Regions from separate parts of the Mus musculus genome. Here all the other regions are linked to region 2. The links are chromatin contacts, called in public HiChIP or PLAC-seq maps. All regions are on one chromosome and are shown on one strand. Each heading gives the region's core, a stretch centred on a gene start, on an enhancer-like site or on the middle of the called end of the contact. The rest is flanking DNA. Distances are from core to core; before and after follow the strand shown. Region 1 overlaps Epha4 (Eph receptor A4). Region 2 overlaps Gm33083 (a long non-coding RNA gene). Region 3 overlaps Epha4 (Eph receptor A4).

Region 1 (4,127 bases), core at 1,046-3,545, 380 kb after region 2:
GGGGCGCCTTCAGCAGCAGCTTTGACAAAGTGATTTGTGGATTTTGAGGACTTGGAGGTTTCACTTAGCTAAACAAATTACTCCGTAGGCCACAGTGAGTGCAGAGATCCCCAGAAGATAGCATCCACTGCCACACAGGGAAGGAAAGGGGATTTATTTTTGGCACTGAGGATTGATTGAATCCAGAACTTTCTACACTCTAGGCAAGTCATCTACCCTTGAGCTATATCTGCATCCCCCTTTTTAAGCCTTTTGAGTCATGGTCTAGTTACTAAATTACCCAGAATGATCTTAGAATCACTCTGCAGTCCAGGTAAGCTTTGGATTTGTGTGCAGGCCCCTGAATAGCTGGGATTGATTGCAGGCCTGGACCACTAAGTTTAGCTATGTCACTATTTCTAATTAACCAAGAGTACAGCTCAATCTGCCTGTCTTTTGTTTGTGCACACATTCACACTGGCTAGATGACCCTTGCCACCCAACGGTTTCTGTGAATAGGGACCCGGAGACCTCTGTTTCTCAGTGGGCACCACTGACAAATGGGGCAGGACCCACTTTACTAGGTAATTCTCAACTAAGAATTAAATGAAGATCTACCTGTGGGAAACTCCGTACTTCCAGTAGTCACTGATAACTCAGGGTGTCATCCCATAGTCACTGTAATAGGCCAGTAAAACCCCCTCCCCATATACACACACATGCACACACAATTCCTAGTTCCCAGGGATACATATTCATCTGACATATATACTTATAGACAGACCTAAAATCTAGAAGAACCTTTATAACTCTAAGATTCTAAGATGAATGTTTGGGGCACTCAGCTCTAAACATATCCTGTTTCTCAGAGTAGGGATCTTGGTCCAGGGTCTTGTTATTTAGAAAAGAAAGAGAAGATGCTCTTCTGTCGATGCCAGCAAGAAAGCTGTTATTATTTTCCAAAAACCAAATGGTGCTCCACTGGGAGTTTCCACAATAAACACACATTAATAGAGCTGGAAAATGTTGTTGTAAGAAATTATTACCCTGTGCTCTTCCAGTCTTAGCTTTTTTAGTCCTGAAACACTCCTAGATGACAGGTACTGTATGTATCCCCAGATAAAAAGCAGAGGCACAGAAAGGTCCCCTGGGCCAGGCAGACTCTTCTAGGAGGCTTGCAGAAAGGGGCAGCCCAGCCTCCAGGCTCCAAGTTCTCCAACTGCCTACCATGCTTTCTCTGGGTATGATCTGCTATTCTGTCTCCCTTCCATCATCTACCTCTGTATGTGTGTGCATGCATGCGAGCTGTGTGGAGGGTATTGATGCATGCCCATGTGTGTGTGGTGGCCCGAGAAGGCTGTTTTAAGTGTCTTATTCTATCACCATAACACCTTATTCTTCCAAAACAGGATCTCTCACTGAACCTAGGGCTAGCTAGAAGCCGACAAATGCCAACAATCCTCTGGTCTCAGCCCTACGCAGCGCTGAGGTTATAGGTATGTGCATGACCACGCCCAGCTTCTTACATAGGTGCTAGTAGGTGCTAGGATCCAACTCAGTTCTTTATGCTTGCCCAGCAAGCCACTAAGACATTTCTCCTCCCCCAACCCCACCCCCAGAGAAAGTTCTTCCCATCTTAACATTTGTATCGCAGAGTAAAGGGATGATAGGTTTCCCTTGAATTTGCCTACTGGTTGGAAATTTCTGTTCATGGTCTAGAAAAAAAGACAAAGAAGCTCAAGGAAGGGTGGTTAACTAAATGATTTTTTTCTTCGTTATAGATTATGACCTATAAATATTACCTAAATAAAGTACCTGTTCCTCCCCCAAGTTGTTTTTAATCAGATTATCTTATTATAGGAACAGAAAACTAAATAGAATAAAAGGGTTTCCATATTGTGTGTCTCCCCACATGCCTGGGACTTCTTCAGTGGTTTTATGTATACTTCTTCATGCCTGCACCAGCAGTCTGAGACCTCTATACATGTATGTATGTATGTATGTATGTATGTATGTATGTATGTATTTTTAAGTGTGCAGTCTTAACACTTTATATATACATTGTATGTATTTATATGTGTATGAAGTCATTGAACAAAATAATTTAGTTTTCATCTCTCAATCAATGATCTATTTCAACTGATTAATATTTAAGTAGACTATAACAGATTTAATTATACTCTTGTTTTATTGTGTTAGCATAGCATGGAAAACTCTCCTGTCTAAATATAGCCGAAAGCCACGTTCAGGGGAGCATATGAATCACACAGTTATTGGGTTTGAAAACAAATCACAAATTCCTGTGGTTTGTTAAAATGTGGAACACCCGACAAATGTAAAAATGGCGAAGTCATCACCACTCTTAGCACAGTGAAGGACCGAGCATGTCCACTGGTTTCTGTCTGGGCTTCCAGACTTTACATACACTTTGTATTTGAACGCACATACAAGCACGTGTGCACTCTTAAATTTGTATTATTTTCACATGTAATGATCATAAAATCTTTCCTGATCAATAAGTATAACTATTGCATAGTATTTTATAGCTGTAGTAAGTTTTCTGTGATTTGGCCTTTCTTCCACTTCTCTTTTTTTTTGTATTTTTTTTACCTTTTAATTTGTGTGTGTGTGTGTGTGTGTGTGTGTGTGTGTGTGTGTGTGTGTGAATAAGAGATGTTTTTCTGTGTATTCATGTGTGTATATGAGTGTGTTATCTGTTATCTGTCTCTCCGCCTTAGTTTTGAGTCAGTGTCTCTTAAAGAACCTGGAGCTCAGCAGTTGAGCGAAAGTCGATTTTAATCAGCTCTGAGCCTCCTAATACCCCCACCACTACCACCGAATACCTGTTTGTTTGTTTGTTGTTTGTTTTACATGGGTGACTCAAACCAACCTTGTTTTTATTTAGTCACTGATTATTTTTTCCCCCCAATTTGAGGCTAGCCCTCCCTGGCTCCTTCAGTATCCTCAGAAAACCATGAACTAGTTTTTACTATTTTCAAATAATCTGAACTATTTGATTTAAATATGTTTATTGTAAAGGCTTTCATATATACCAAAAAAAATTTGAGATGCATGTTTATCTTGGATTGAGACAAATGTAGTGAGAAATAGCATAAATATTGGGTCATCACATGTTAATTTGCATGCACGAGTTATTAACAAAGAGAACTCCAAAGTAAAGGAGCTCTTTTTTTTTTTTTTAACTCATTAGCGCTTGCTTATGAGAAAAGTTCTTCTAAGTCTTTACTTTTTCAAGATATTTAGCATCAAAGCCTTTATTCCCTTTCTAAAAATAAGAAGATCAATTAATTTTTAAAGCTTGTTTTAAACAAAGGTAGGATTCCTCGTCTACCTGTGACAGTTGTTGGCAGCTACCTTTTAATATAATGGATTATATGTATTTTAAGTTGCCTGATGCAAATCATTGCTTCTGACTCTTGGAGCTTTCCCCGCCTAACCAAGATGCCCTGAAAGTTCAGAAACGTCAGCCCTTCTCCAAGCCATTCTTCTCACTCGATGAGGCAGATTGTTTTCATACAATAGCTTGGGCCTTGTGGCCTAACAGTTTTACAAAATGCCTGCAAGGGTTTCACCAATGAGAGAGAAAAATGACTTCATGGCTTAAGTATGAACTTAAAAATACCCACTCTGTAGAAAATGGGACTGGAGATGTCTCTGACTTGCGTAACTCTCCTTCCTTCCTTCTTCCCTGACTTAAGTGCTATTATTACTTTGTTATCTGTTGTTTCTGTGACCTCAGCATCTATCCTCTTCCCCTCCGGAGCATCACTGCCTTGAAACTGGGTCAGCCATGTGCCCATACCACGTTAGCACACACCTGTCCCAGTTCCGCTCGCTCGGCATGCTAATGATCCAGTTAAGCCACGCACTTCTCCTTTTTAAAACTTCTTGGGCTTCGCACAAGATGTGTTTCCAATTGTGCAAACAAAATATAGAAAAATGCCTCTCCTTTTCTCTCACCATCCTCGACTCTCTCTGACTGAGGCCTTGGTCTTGAAAGCCCTTGCCATTTAACGATGATGAAGAGAGCTCCCACCCCACTCCACCCCAGTTCCTTGAATCTGAAACATTCATTTATCCTTCATTTATCCTCTGCATTCTCAGTCATGGTAGAAAAGCATATTGTT
Region 2 (3,554 bases), core at 487-2,986:
CCCCAAGTCTCCCATCTGCGTAGGGATGGCCGAGTGCATCTTTTTGTCCCAGCTGACAAGCACTGAAGTCATGTTTGCCCTTCCTTACACCACTGGCCTGCTTGAATTCAGAGCTGGCTGTCCTTGTTCTACCTCACAGAGATTTACTGATGTGGTCAGTAAACTTTGTGGGACATTGGGCCATGAACCTTTATTCTTTTTATTGTTTGGCAGGTCCCTGGCATATATTTGCAGCAAGCTGGCATTTGAAGCAAATGCATTATGAATAAAGGCCACCACAATTTGTTTGACACCACTAAACTTATCTTGCTTTCCTGGACCAGAGTGAGGTAGTGAATTATTAGCCTCTGAAGAATTAGGTAAACATGACTCTAAGAATCACCCGCAGTGTGGAGGAATGAGAGGCATAGGGGACCATGCCTGCCCTTGGAAGTTTAAATCTGTATTGCAGGGGAGAAAGGAGAAACAAACTTAAGTCACAGGACTAGATAATAATGTGCTATTTTTAAAAAGCATCTAAGATGAGTGCACTGAATGGATGAATACAAAGCTATGTTCTGAAAAAAAATGCTAAAGTGGCTTCCTTAGGGTTTTGGAGAAACCACTTTCCTCTGAGACACACAAGGGAGAAGAGTTCAAGGGTTTTATGACGTCCCCCTTACAAAGAAATTTCTCTGACATCTTTTTGAGTCGGCAGGTCTGGCCTCACTGGACTGATTTGTACTTAACATGCTGAAGTGTGGTTATTGCTTTAGTATTTTCAGTAGATAAATATTAGACAGATACCCAGGCATCCGGGAGATGAAGAGTTCTTCCTGGTGCATCATCCTCGTGGGGAATCCATGTGGGGCAACCTACTAGAATAAATACAGAAAAGGTTAGATCTTCTAATTTATTTACTATAGTCTTTACATGTGTCTATAAGCATGTTGATCACCCTCAGCCCCTGTTGCCCTCTCATCTTCCTTCCATGCTCATGGATCCCTGTATGCTTCTCAACCATTACCCCTCTGACTTTCATGGATTTTTGACTTTGGATGTGCAGGTAGCTATTGTACAGTGCATCATGACTGTCACAGGTGTGTCACATCCCAAAGACAGCTCAGTACTCCTCCCCACCCTCTTGCTCTTACAGTCTTTCTATTTCCTCTCTTATGATGCTCCCTGGTCCTTGGACAGGGTCTTATTGATGCCCAGTGTAGGGATGAGAACTCAAGATCATTTATCCTCAGCAATTTGACCAATTGTGAGTCTCTGCATCCACTGTCAGCCACTTTGAACATGACCTTCGCTGTCCAAATCAGAGAACAGTATTAGCCTATGTGTATTAACAGATATGCTTAGAAGGCTATTTGTCTATGTGTTCATGTAGTAAAAAATATCAATAGTCAACTCTTCATCTAGGACAGGCAAGGGTTAGGGTTAGTTATGAACTCTGAATAGATGGGAAAAATAACCATATAGTAACTCACTACTTTATAAGCTGAATGTAAATTATAATGATTTTAAGAAAAGTAGTTTTAATGGACGTTTTTGCTGCTACTAAAAGCCATACAATTTTAAATGAAAAATCTCATTGCCTTTTGAGAATTTCTTCTTATGAATTGCTGGCTTGGAGGCTTCTGTGAGGTTCCAGAACAACAGAGGCACTTTGCTGTCCTCCCAAGCTACATGGTAAGTCACTATTGCTGAAGATTGCAAGAACTTGGACGTTTTCTACTCTTAGGTTTGTTTTATAATACTTGTGGCATATCAGTAAGTGTTACAAGAATGTAATAAGAATGTAATGAGTCGTGGTTGGGCTATGTGCTTCTTTGGGCTTTTGCTGTGTTTTTGTTTGCTTTTATTGTTTGAAAATCTCATACATGTATATAATATGTTCTGCTCAAAGTCACCATGTATTCCTACTCCCCCATTTCTTCCACTTTCTTGCCCACCACTATTCCCTCCCAAATTATGTGCTCCTTTAAAAAGAAAAAAACCACTAACTGTGCTTAGTGATGCCAGTATGTGCGCATGTGTAGATCATTCACTGAAGCACGGGAACCTGTCAGGGGTATCGTTCTTGAAGAAAACTCTTCTCCTTCTCTCAGCAGCCACCAATTGTCTTTTTTTTTTAATTGTACAGGAAATTACCCCCAGGTTCATGCCCATGCTAAGCAAGCACTCTATCACCAAGTTAAATCTGTAGTGACAGCATGTTAATACTTGAAAGATATATTTGTTAAATTCCATCTTACCCTAGTTACTTTGTGCATCATGATGCATTATTTAAACCACAATTTAGGGATACATTCATCGAGTGATTTAGAGATTATTACTTTGGGGGAAAATACATGATAAATTATAATCTTTTCATAAGGAAGGAATCTTACAAAAAGCAAATTATAATTTTGTCTGAATCAGTAAAATGCATCAGTCCGAACAAGTGAGTAGAAAGATCAATGCTCAGTAGGTACATAGCCCCTTTTCATGTGTCTAGCCTTTAAGCTGAGCCATGGGGGTCCTCATGTGGGGAAAGAGTGGGAAGGTACAAGGCTCTCTTCTGCTCTTAGGGATGCTGTGGTCTTTCTATGATTTATTGGCAGTAACTCGACTTTGATGGCATGAGCTGCTCACAGCATCTCTTCCCATTGTGCTGTATGAATGCTGTGGGGCCTGCTGTGCCTCCAGGGCCAAGCCCTGTACCAGGTACACTATGTCACTGTGTGTCACCAGCTTTGTCTTCCCATTCATTCTCTCTCACATCCCCTCCCTCATGCTGTGGCAGGTGGATGACTCTTATTCAGTCTCCTTCTAATTATGTGACATTTCTCAAGCAGCAATATGACATTTGGTTTTGATCAGGGGAATCTCTATGATGGTGTGACTCATGGGTGGCCTGGAGATTTCTCTTACTTCAAGAGTTCTCTTTCAAATAGGCATTTTGAAAAACCACAGCAGCTATACACCAGTATATTCTTTTGATTTATAAAATGTCTATACTTGTTTCACTGGAATAACCATAATACAGATATAAATACCTCTTTAAAGATTTATTTATGTTATTTAAAATTTTATGTATTTCACCATACGGGCTTGTCGGTGGGCATGTAGGTACCCACAGTGGCCAGAAGTGTTGGATCCCCTGGATCTGGAGTTGAGGTATCTGTGAGCTGCCTGAGGTGTGTGCTGGGAACTGAAGCTGGGTTCTCTGCAAGATCAGTAGACAGTCTTAACTATAAGCCTTCTCTTCAGCCCCATTCCTCTCTCTCTCTCTCTCTCTCTCTCTCTCTCTCATCATCTTGATCGCAGTCCCACTTCTCCTCCTAGTCCTCCCCCACACAGCCCCTCTTCCAGTTCCATCCTTAACATCTTATTAGTATTAGTCAACATTCTCTATAAAAACATAACCAAGAGATTCTCTGTGTGTAGATGAGAGAGAGAGAGAGAGAGAGAGAGAGAGAGAGAGAGAGAGAGAGAAATGAAAGAAGGAAGAGGTGAAGAAAGGAGGAGGAAAAGAGATGGATGTAGGTGGGGAGAGAGGTTGGTAAGGGAGGAAAGGAAAGAGGAGA
Region 3 (3,759 bases), core at 505-3,004, 410 kb after region 2:
AAAAGAAAAACCATCAAAGAGTGGGATATGATAAAATATGAGCCATAGGAAATTTCAAATGAATGCAGATGCTGTGAAAGTTAATAAAATGCAAATATATTTTAAAGAGGTATTAAATGTGCCATGGTATATTTCTCAAAGAATGCATACTAAAAGTAGAACTGTCAAGGGGGTTCATCAAAATGTTATCATGTCATTATAAAATATGAATTTTAAGGATGATTGATGGCTTTCTTTCATTTGTTCAGAACCATCCATCAACTTATAGGGGGAAAAAGTCAGAGATTACATGAACTTTTAGAAACAAGATTTCAGGAGCCAGATATGAGAGCACAGCCTTGTAATCCTAGGGATGCAAGGCCGAGGCAGGAGGGTCATGAGCTTAAAGGATAGCTTGGGCTACACAGTGAGGAGCGGTCTTGTGGGGAGGGGAGGTAAGTAGAGAAAGACTGCATTGGAGCATCTCAGAACAATTAGAGAGAATGTAAAGCTTTCTGTAAGAAGAGAGATGGAGGAGAGAGATCTTATTCTCCAGGCCTCTCAATCGGATGCTGAATAGTGAAGGATGCAAGTGGAGTGAAGTGAGCACGTGACTGTTAAGGCAGGAAGTGGTGCATATGCAGGTATGAATTTGAATTATAATTCCCGAGTGCAGTAATGCTTGATGGTTGAGGTCATGCCTGCCTTTAGACTTCAGGAACGAGTTAAGACTTTAGTCATATGCCATTGCGAATGTGTGAAAACCAATCCAAACAAGAACAAACGGTGTGCAGGCTGCTTCTATGGAGCTTGTAGGTGGTAAGGGACAAATGGGGCTGGGTGCCAAATGGGAGTCTCGGTTTGACTTTTCTTTCTTTGAATTGTATAGCATAAGGGGTGGGGGGTGGGGGAGCTTAGGGATTGTGGCATAGTCATCTATGAACATTTCATTTATTACACAAATGAACACATATCCTTTAGATTTACATAATGGCCCACAAAGAGAAAAAGGGAGAGAAAGAGGGCAGTAGGTAGACCCTAGATGATGGAAAAAGAATCAAGAGGCTGGAGCTGGGACCCTGCCGGTTGTTGGTGGAGGTAGAACACCTTTTGTTTCTTTGGGTTCTGAGACAAGTGTGTAGAGCTGTATGTGAATCTTTATTTTGTTTTTTTGGTTTTGTTTTTGTTTTGATAGAATACACTATACATTGTTCTTACCTGTTCCTTTCTTCTGAACTCTAGGAGGGACTTCCATTTCCAAGGCAATGATAGGGCTGACACCTATACCCTCGAAGGACAGGAGTCTTAAACTAAGTAGGATTTTTTTTTATAGCTGGAACAAAGAGCAGAGAGAGAGAGAGAGAGAGAGAGATCCTAATGGATTGACCTGAGAACAGAAAGAAGGGGCATGGGGTCCACGACTGTCACTGGTCCCTCCTCTCCATCCCCTCCTTTCCCTCGATTCCTGTGTTGGAATAACCATCTATCTGTCTTCCACTTCAATACAAATTGAGACCCTCTGTTGTCTCTGTCGCCTTCTCAGAGAGTTCAGTGGGGAACCTTAACTTCTTCTGTGGCCATACGAGTGTCATGGATTTTTTCATTTAAAAAAAAAACATATTTTTTCCCCAGATCTTTTGGGTAAAAATTTTTAAAATGATTTAAAACTACCTTTCTAGGCACCCTGGGTGTTTGGACTGTACTGCCTTCTGTTTGAAGCACGGGCCTGCTTTGTTAGTGAGAGTGTTTGCCAAGTGAATTGTGTGTAGGAGGGTGTGACTAACCCAGTTGGAGCCTTATCTCCCATCCTATCTGCCTGGGCTCCCAAGCTTTTGCCCAAGTTAGGGTTGATGTCTTTCCTCACCAACTCCACCCCTTTCAACATTTACTGCAATCGCTCTTCAGAAAATTATTCATATCTAAGTATTGTAACTCTTCAAAATGATCCCATCCTCTGCATTCATTTTTGCTGCATTCGTTTCCTGGTGGACAAGCAGAGAGAGCCACAGGCTCCCTACAACCCTGAGGTGACAAGCTCTCCTAACAAGAGGCCATAGAAAGGCCTTTTCCCCTGCCCCTCCCAGCCTGCAAGGATTATCAGCAATCCTTTCTGCCTGCCTGGGGTGGAATTGTCCCTGCTTCCCTTTTGGCAACTTCCAACAGAGTCTGTACTGTTGGCAGGCCATTTGAGGGGGGAAATGCAAGTCACAAAGGCAATAGGAACAAAAAAGAGAACCTAGGGGGGGGAAAAAAAACTCTTTGTAGCTTGTAACAAGAGGTGGGTAGTCCAAGTGTCCTTTTGTCCAGGTGCTAGGGGCTCTCCTTGTCATGTAGATACTAAGTCCAGCAGTGGCCTCAGTCATTGTACTCGGTCAGTGTGGGCACTATCACTAGACAGGCAGCAGCTCCACTTTCAAGAACTGCTGGAAACACCAGAGCTCAAACAGTAAACAAGAAAAAGGCCGCTGGCTGCTGCTGAGCTTGGAGTGTGTTCTGCAGGGGGACCTGTACTGTGGATATCTAAAAGACTGACTGTGCTTTGCGTTAGAGTTGGAAAGTTCAGACAGGAAGATCAGGAGTTCCTCCCAAGCCTGGGCTACATAAATTCCGGTCTTAAAACAAAATAAAGTAAAACAAACAACACCAGCCCCCCCAAATCAACAAGAACCAAACCAAACAACAACAAAATGGTAAGGGAAAAGTGGTCTGCAAATAAGACTTCCTTCTGGCCCCTCCCTACTTAGCTGTAGGCATCTGGGCAAAGGGCCTCACTTCCTGTAAGCTTGACTGAAGTTCCTGAAGCAGGGGCAATCAAAAAATGAAGGTATGCGGAACGAAATCCGCAAGCAGGCAACTTTGTTTTGTAGATACCAGCTGGCTGGCTTCTTGCTATCTCAGAGCTAGGTCAGGTTACCTGTCAGAGGCGACCAGAAAGAAATACCTTACACTAAATGCTAGCACACTGCCCACACCAGTTGCTACTTGATGCCATTCCAAAAACTGTAATAACTCTTCCTTCAGTTCTGGCAACCCTGGCAGGTTCTCACCAACTGCACTTAATTCCGGTTTGAATCATATTCAGGAATCTGGCCGCTGGTGGGATCCCTGGGAGTCATGGCACTGTCATGAGGCTGCTATCAAGGTGTGGCCCTCCTTAAGTGGTCAGGACCAGGCCTGATTCCCACCTCTGAAAGGCTACAGGACAGGGAGGCGTCTTGAGCCTAATTAGCTGTGGAAGTGATAGCCCCGCACAGGTGGCTCTAGACATGACTCACGGTGAGAGATAGAGCCAAAGGGAAATCAGAAATCACTCCTCTGTCACTTGATTGGAATCTCCGGTCTACTTAAAGAAATGTTTACTGAGAGTGAGGTAGAAGGAGGTTGGTCTCCTCTGTCACTGATATGGAACTTGACTCTTAGTCCCATCTCCTCCACCCCATCCCTTGGTTACCACCTCAGGGGTGGCCCACATTCCAATAGTCAGTGAACCTTTTCCCAGAGTACTGAAGATCAAACCCAGGGCCTTGTGCATTCAAAGCAAGTACTCTGCCACCGACCTGTATCTTTAATTCCTAATGGGATCTTTGGGAAATCCCATTGAGATTCTTAGGGTGGCACCTGAGACTCTTAGGAGCTGTTATCTGTATCTGTCTCCCAGGCTCCTAGCTTTGGCGTTCCTCTCAACTCCAAATAAATAGCAAACCTATGCTTTCTGTTCTGTCTTCCACACTTACCCCAGGGTGCAACATTCCTGGCCCTTGGCCTGCTTCCTTACATATT

The links. HiChIP or PLAC-seq counts read pairs in DNA pulled down with a chosen protein or histone mark.
Region 1: a contact with region 2 is called in a CTCF HiChIP or PLAC-seq map of the NIH/3T3 cell line, with 11 read pairs. The contact joins two enhancer-like sites.
Region 3: a CTCF HiChIP or PLAC-seq map of the NIH/3T3 cell line shows a contact between it and region 2, with 5 read pairs. The contact joins two enhancer-like sites. A contact is called at or near these places in 1 of 15 datasets of contacts at CTCF or cohesin (the NIH/3T3 cell line) and 1 of 115 datasets of contacts at active chromatin or transcription factors (pancreatic cancer cells).

What each region holds. Positions count from the first base shown.
Region 1 is chr1:77,487,754-77,491,880 of GRCm38.p6, reverse strand. The region is part of intron 3 of Epha4 (Eph receptor A4); the gene reads left to right. Among named protein-coding and RNA genes, the nearest start is that of Mir6352, 7.0 kb to the left of the region's middle. Within about 2 kb of position 2,295, at least 21 of the 459 cell types and tissues checked have an H3K27ac peak or open chromatin away from gene starts, as enhancers often do. A contact at or near this core is called in the NIH/3T3 cell line, where this site is marked.
Region 2 is chr1:77,868,508-77,872,061 of GRCm38.p6, reverse strand. The region is part of intron 1 of Gm33083 (a long non-coding RNA gene); the gene reads left to right. Gm33030 (a long non-coding RNA gene) reads right to left here. Exons shown (of 4, transcript XR_373561.2): 3 at 787-857. Among named protein-coding and RNA genes, the nearest start is that of Gm33083, 26 kb to the left of the region's middle. Within about 2 kb of position 1,736, at least 8 of the 459 cell types and tissues checked have an H3K27ac peak or open chromatin away from gene starts, as enhancers often do. A contact at or near this core is called in the NIH/3T3 cell line, where this site is marked.
Region 3 is chr1:77,460,431-77,464,189 of GRCm38.p6, reverse strand. The region is part of intron 3 of Epha4 (Eph receptor A4); the gene reads left to right. Among named protein-coding and RNA genes, the nearest start is that of Mir6352, 34 kb to the left of the region's middle. Within about 2 kb of position 1,754, at least 86 of the 459 cell types and tissues checked have an H3K27ac peak or open chromatin away from gene starts, as enhancers often do. A contact at or near this core is called in the NIH/3T3 cell line, where this site is marked.